Linked DNA regions of Neogale vison: region 2 is linked to region 1. Evidence: chromatin contacts called from public Hi-C data. All regions are on one chromosome and are shown on one strand. Each heading gives the region's core, a stretch centred on a gene start, on an enhancer-like site or on the middle of the called end of the contact. The rest is flanking DNA. Distances are from core to core; before and after follow the strand shown.

Evidence for each region. Hi-C and Micro-C count contacts between places; a contact is called where the count stands out from the background.
Region 2: a Hi-C map of fibroblasts shows a contact between it and region 1, with 3 times the contacts expected there. The contact joins two enhancer-like sites. A contact is called at or near these places in 2 of 3 Hi-C or Micro-C datasets (fibroblasts and tongue).

What each region holds. Positions count from the first base shown.
Region 1 is chr2:152,023,531-152,026,260 of ASM_NN_V1, reverse strand. No RefSeq gene overlaps it. Among named protein-coding and RNA genes, the nearest start is that of TOMM20, 160 kb to the right of the region's middle. Within about 2 kb of position 1,325, the one cell type or tissue checked has open chromatin away from gene starts, as enhancers often do. A contact at or near this core is called in fibroblasts, where this site is marked.
Region 2 is chr2:152,221,552-152,224,251 of ASM_NN_V1, reverse strand. No RefSeq gene overlaps it. Among named protein-coding and RNA genes, the nearest start is that of IRF2BP2, 89 kb to the left of the region's middle. Within about 2 kb of position 1,386, the one cell type or tissue checked has open chromatin away from gene starts, as enhancers often do. A contact at or near this core is called in fibroblasts, where this site is marked.

The sequences.
Region 1 (2,730 bases), core at 76-2,575:
TCCCGCACTTGGCAGGATCACATTTCCTTGTGGCCTCAGTGGCATGGCTGGGCCAGACTTACTGGGCTTACCAAAAAGAGAAAGGGCAGTAAAGTCTGAAAAGCAAACATCCTGGGAAGATCATCAGGGCCAAGACAAGGGAATCAGGAGGGTGGGCTCGTTTGGTGAGACTCAGCAGGTGACACTGGTCATTTACTGGAACACTAAAACATACACATCTTCCTCACGTTATTTTCTTTGAATTCACTGAAAAATAAAAGGAACTTGTGGGCTGGGCCAAATAGCATAGATAACACGTGTGTGTGTGTGTGTGTGTGTGTGTACGCAAATGTACATAGACACATGCATACATATAGACGTGCATACACACTTAAGGCATGTAACAAAGAATACAGCCATAAGGATTCTAGAAGGAACTTGGGTGTGGATGTAGCTTCAACCCATTTGCTCTCTGTCTCCCCTGGACGGAGAGCAGGCATAGCAACACGTCAAGCCCACCAGGCTATCCCCACACCGAATCTTCTCCAGAGCAGACAGGAGGACTCCTTTCTGCAGTTCAGTCTGCAGAATGTTTGCAAGGCCTAGGACAGCCCACGCATCTCGCTGGTGGAACTCTCTGCGCTGTGGTCAGTTAGCTGTGTACCAGAATGGCATCTGTTTTCACATTTCAGAACACGACCACATATACTGGGAGCTGTTGCCCAACTGAGCCTCCCAGCTGGCCGGGAGAGGGCTCGGTTTCCGGAAGGATGCGGCATTCACCTGGAGGTCCTCACCCAGGAGGCTGAGGACACGGAGAAGTTCCAGAGTGTTTTTCAAAAATCATCCGGTTTTTAAAGATCTGCTTGTTAGGAATCCAGCCTCAAAGGCAGATTAATCAAACACAGACTCACTGAAAAATGTGCAAGAACGGATGACTTTTTTTTTTTAAGCATGGGGTTTTCAGGGTGGGATTTTTGAGGAGTGGGAGGGAGGCTACGCAGTCAAGATAAACTCCTTCAGAGCATGGGCAAAATTCCCTTTTCAATTACCAGTTTTTAAAAAAAAAAATGACAAAGTCACACAAGAGAGGAAATGAAAAGGGAAATTTTTAGACTTCTCATCCGTCCAGAAAGCCCCGGGCCTGTTTCAGAAGCCGGTCAGGGCAACTGTCGGGCCTGCGGTCACCGCGCTGCAATCCCAGGAGGCCTTGCGTCACCAGCCATTATATCAATAAGGAAGTAGGATCACCTAACCACAAGCCAGCTTCTTTTCTAAGCCCACATGTTGCTCTAGAGGGTTTTTAAACAAGAGACTTTCCTGTTTTTGAAACCTGTGAATCCACAGGTCTTACAGGTTACTCAAATTACCTTATCACTTGTAGCAACCACTGGCATGAATTTCAAAACTGCTTACTCCAGCCCTCCCCTCCCCTCACTACAGACATCCATTTACTCACCGAATCCTTATTTACAGGATCGTGTTTCCAACTGCTGACACAGAAGAAAAACATACTAGTTATACATTAAGCTTTACGGTTAAGGCCTCTGTGCCAGGCCCTGTCCAAACGGTATTTATTCACCGGCCAGAAGGCAGGAGAACCACCCCGGAGAAAACCCAACAGACGGGACTTTGCAGCCAGATCAGCGTTCCTTAATACAGCCGTGCTATTTTTCATGCAAACACGGACAGGCGCGTGCAAATGTAGTGTACGAGATCATCACGACTCATGGGGAAGTAATTATATTTATCGTAGGATGTGCAGCAAGTCTATTGGAAAATCTGTAACACAAGCAGAAGGCATCCCAAACCACCTAATGAGGTTCCTGGAAAATAAATGTACAAAGGCGTGGGTAGAGGACTCCATGGGACCGTCCAATTTAAAACTCTATGGTGTGCAAGTCAGCCTTGTTTTTCTCTTGAGCAAAAAAAAAAGGTTCAGATTAAAGAGTGCAGCAGAGAACCGATGAACTAAAGCCACAAACAAACCTCTCTCTTTCCTGCTCCACACAGCAGCTCGAGAGAGATGTGCTAAACCCCAAAACTGCATTTGATAGCCATCTCCTGGTTTAACTCCGACCCTGGCCAGGGGCCACTTGGCGTTGCTCAAGGAATGGCTGCAGAATTCGTCCTGAGATCCCTTGCTAGAAGCATCCACCCTCCCTGGGTAGACCTGAAGTTAGCAGATGGTGGTGCAGGTTCTGTTTTCAGGAACGGCCCAGTCCAAGCGAGCATGAACGACCGGTGAACTTTACCCTACAGCCAGTGACCTCTAAGCTGACTCACAGAATCCACATGGCAGTCGTGAATCTAGCAGACACTTATCTAACCTCACACTTCTCGGTCTTTGGGGGTTAGAATCAACACTTAGCTCATCAAAAAAACATGCATCTCCCCAAAAAGAACCTGCCCTCTGTTTGTGCACACTGGTTTGGTGTTTATCTTATTTTGTTTTCTGCTGGCACTGAAATGTTGAGATAGTCACTAGAAGGCCGTGACGCTGTGACTTTTACGCTTCAGGGAAGGTTCTTACAAAATATGAAAGATTCTCTCTTATGACATGGTAAGTGTGAATGGGGTGACACCCAAAATTGTCAGAAGTAACTCTCTCAAAGAAGGTGACTGGCCTGTGACATAGCACAGTGCACTCGTGGGGGGAAAATACAATATAATACAAGAATTCCAAAGAATTCAGACTTCCCACACAGGCTGGATAGATATTTTTCATTTTAATACTCTCTGGCAAATAAT
Region 2 (2,700 bases), core at 137-2,636, 200 kb before region 1:
TCCAAAGAAGAATTTGCCCCGAGATGCCTCTTCAAAGATTTATGAAAAGCGAAAACAAAGAAAGAGGGAGGACATCAAAGCAGGCAACAGATCCGCTGCAGGAAGGCGGTGGCACCCAGCCACGGTCCCTTCACCGTCTAATAATAAGATCTTATTATACCCATTTGATGATAACGAGAAGGGGAACCCTCTGCAGAAGGCTTCACCCCAGGAGTCCTGCCCCGCCCGCAGGTGGGGGCGCCGGCCTGCAGACCTCGGACGCCGGCCAGTGTCTGGTGGTGGAAAGCCGTCCTCAGCCAGAATGGCCCTAATGAGCCAATTTCAATTGAAATGAGATCAATACTACTCATTTTTCTCTTGCTGGCTCCCGAGTGATTCATGAATCTGAAAACTAGTTCATGAATCAGAGAGAGGTGGGGAGGTGTGGGGTGGGGGGGCGGGGGCACATTTGTGCCGTCGGGAACCTCAGTTTCTTTCGTGAACCCAGCCATGAGTTGCATAACGCTTGCTTGCCTGCCTGCTGCTTTCCACCAGCCTTTTCGGAAACCGCTTTTGGCTTCCGTGTAGTCACCTATTTTCCTTCTCCAAAGGGAGAGAGATGACGCTGTGTCCTGATTGTGTGTTCCTCTGTCTTGGTGGGTAGCTTTACGCCCTTTGTCTGTGTAGCTGAGGATGCGTGTGCGTGTCTGTGTGTGTGTGTGTGTGTGTGTGTGTGTGAGAGAGAGAGAGAGAGAGAGAGAGAGAGAGAGGAGGAGGAGGGAGGGAGAAGCAGCAACGTGGGCCCGGCCGCGGGCCCTTTAAACCTGACCGGGAGCCAAGCTGATTTCTCAGCGGAGCTTCATAAGGAAGCGGGAGATGGGGCCGTTGGAAACCACAGCCCTGCGAGTGCTGATTACAGCCTGCGAAGGAAAATGAGATTTTTATCTCACAGGAATTCAGTTATAAAAATAAAATACAACGTCTGGCTTGATTCAGCTAAATGTACAAGCGCCGGGGCGTTTTTCATTTAACGGGGAAGCTGGACAAGAAGAATGACCTAAAATACAGCGTTTCAAGAAAGTCAGGGGAGAGGGGGCGGTTACAGGAAGGAAGTGGGAGTGGAGGGGTGTGTGTGTGTATGTGTGTGTGTGTGTGTGTGAGAGAGAGAGAGAGAGAGAGAGAGATGGAAGGAGGGAGCGAGGGAGGGCAGGAGGGAGGGAGGGAGGGCGGGCAGGGGGAGGTGGAGAGAGAAAGAGGAAAAAAACCGCCCTGCTGGCCAATGGATACAGCGGGATGATGTCACTGGAACAGTTGGAGGAGAGCGGAGAAAAACAACTTCGGAGCTGTGCTAATCCTGTTTGCTGCCCTGAAGGGAATGGAAGGCGGCCAAGGCAGGGAGTTCTGGGAAACCATATAAGGGTGCCAAACAAGCTTTGCCGCCAACATTAGGAACTGACAGCTTTGTTCTTTGTAACTTGGCTGCCCGCCAGAGGCCTCATTTCAGCTCCACGGCATGATTACCCTGGCGGGCCGCCAGCCCCGCGCTGAGAGCTCCTTTTCTTCTCTCCGAGGCTTTTTTTTTTCCTCTTTCCCTTTGCCAAACATGGAGCAGTTACCATGGCAGTGGAAAGTAAAGTTTAAAACACACACACCACACACACACACACACACGCACATGCACACACAGCCAAGTGGAGAGGCACGCCTTGCCCCAGCTGTGCCACGGGAGCCGACCGAAGAGGCCGCTCCCCGACCCATCCGGCCCCCGACTGGAGACAAACATGCTGGAAGGCTGGCCGCCGAGCGCGGGGAGGTGACTCCGGGATACACGGAGGCCCGGGCCTGCTGTCGGCAGAGACAGGGCCCGGCTCCCAGGCCCCGGGTGCCTCCCACCCCCGCCACCCCACCCCCCACCGGCCCCCACCCTCTCTCCCTCTCCTTTCCTGAGGCATTGTGGAGGACGTAATGTGAAACGGAAAATGTCATGATTTCCACTGGGAATGCGTCCACGGTTTTGAGAAAGCTCCAGAAACCCGGGGCCATGGAGCGCTAGAGAGGGAAGGAAGGAGGAGGAGGGGTGCGGACGGTCACGGTGGCCCCTAGTCACCAAGGTGAACCCCAGAGCCAGCGGCCAAGGCCTGGAGGGCCCTGTGGGCGGCCGGAGCAGAGCCTGGCCGTGACCCCGGGGTTCCAGGCCGTGGCGGGGGAGGGTGGTTGTGGGGTGCCTCGCCGGAGGGTGCCGCGGCCTTTGGCACAGTGGGAACCCGACTGGCCACTGGGTCCTGGAACCGAGGGGCAGGGCGGGCCTTTCTGCCACTTGGCAGAGCACGGGTTGTTTCGCTTTACTAGGGGACTCTGTGAAGAGTCCAGGCGACTATTTTTAATCCGGTTCATTTCCACCTGCTTGGAAAGTGGAACATCTCCTGGGAGGTGACAAGTCGTGATCAAAGGCCAGTCTCCAGGCAGAGGGCTGGCAGGCTTCCGAGGTAAAGGTTACTTAGAAGTGGAGGCCCGGTTGCCCGTGTTCCCCACTGCACAATGTGACACTCCTCACCCTCAGGGCTCGGTAAGATTCTCGGAAGGGCCTCTTCTGGTTCTAGGAGGTGTCACGGCAGGGGCTGACTTGGCCATTTCCTGGCGTCTTTAGTTGGAAGCCGGAAAGGCCAAAGCAGGGGCCACTGTCACGAGGCCTACCAGGACCTCCCTCTGCAGCGGCTGCGC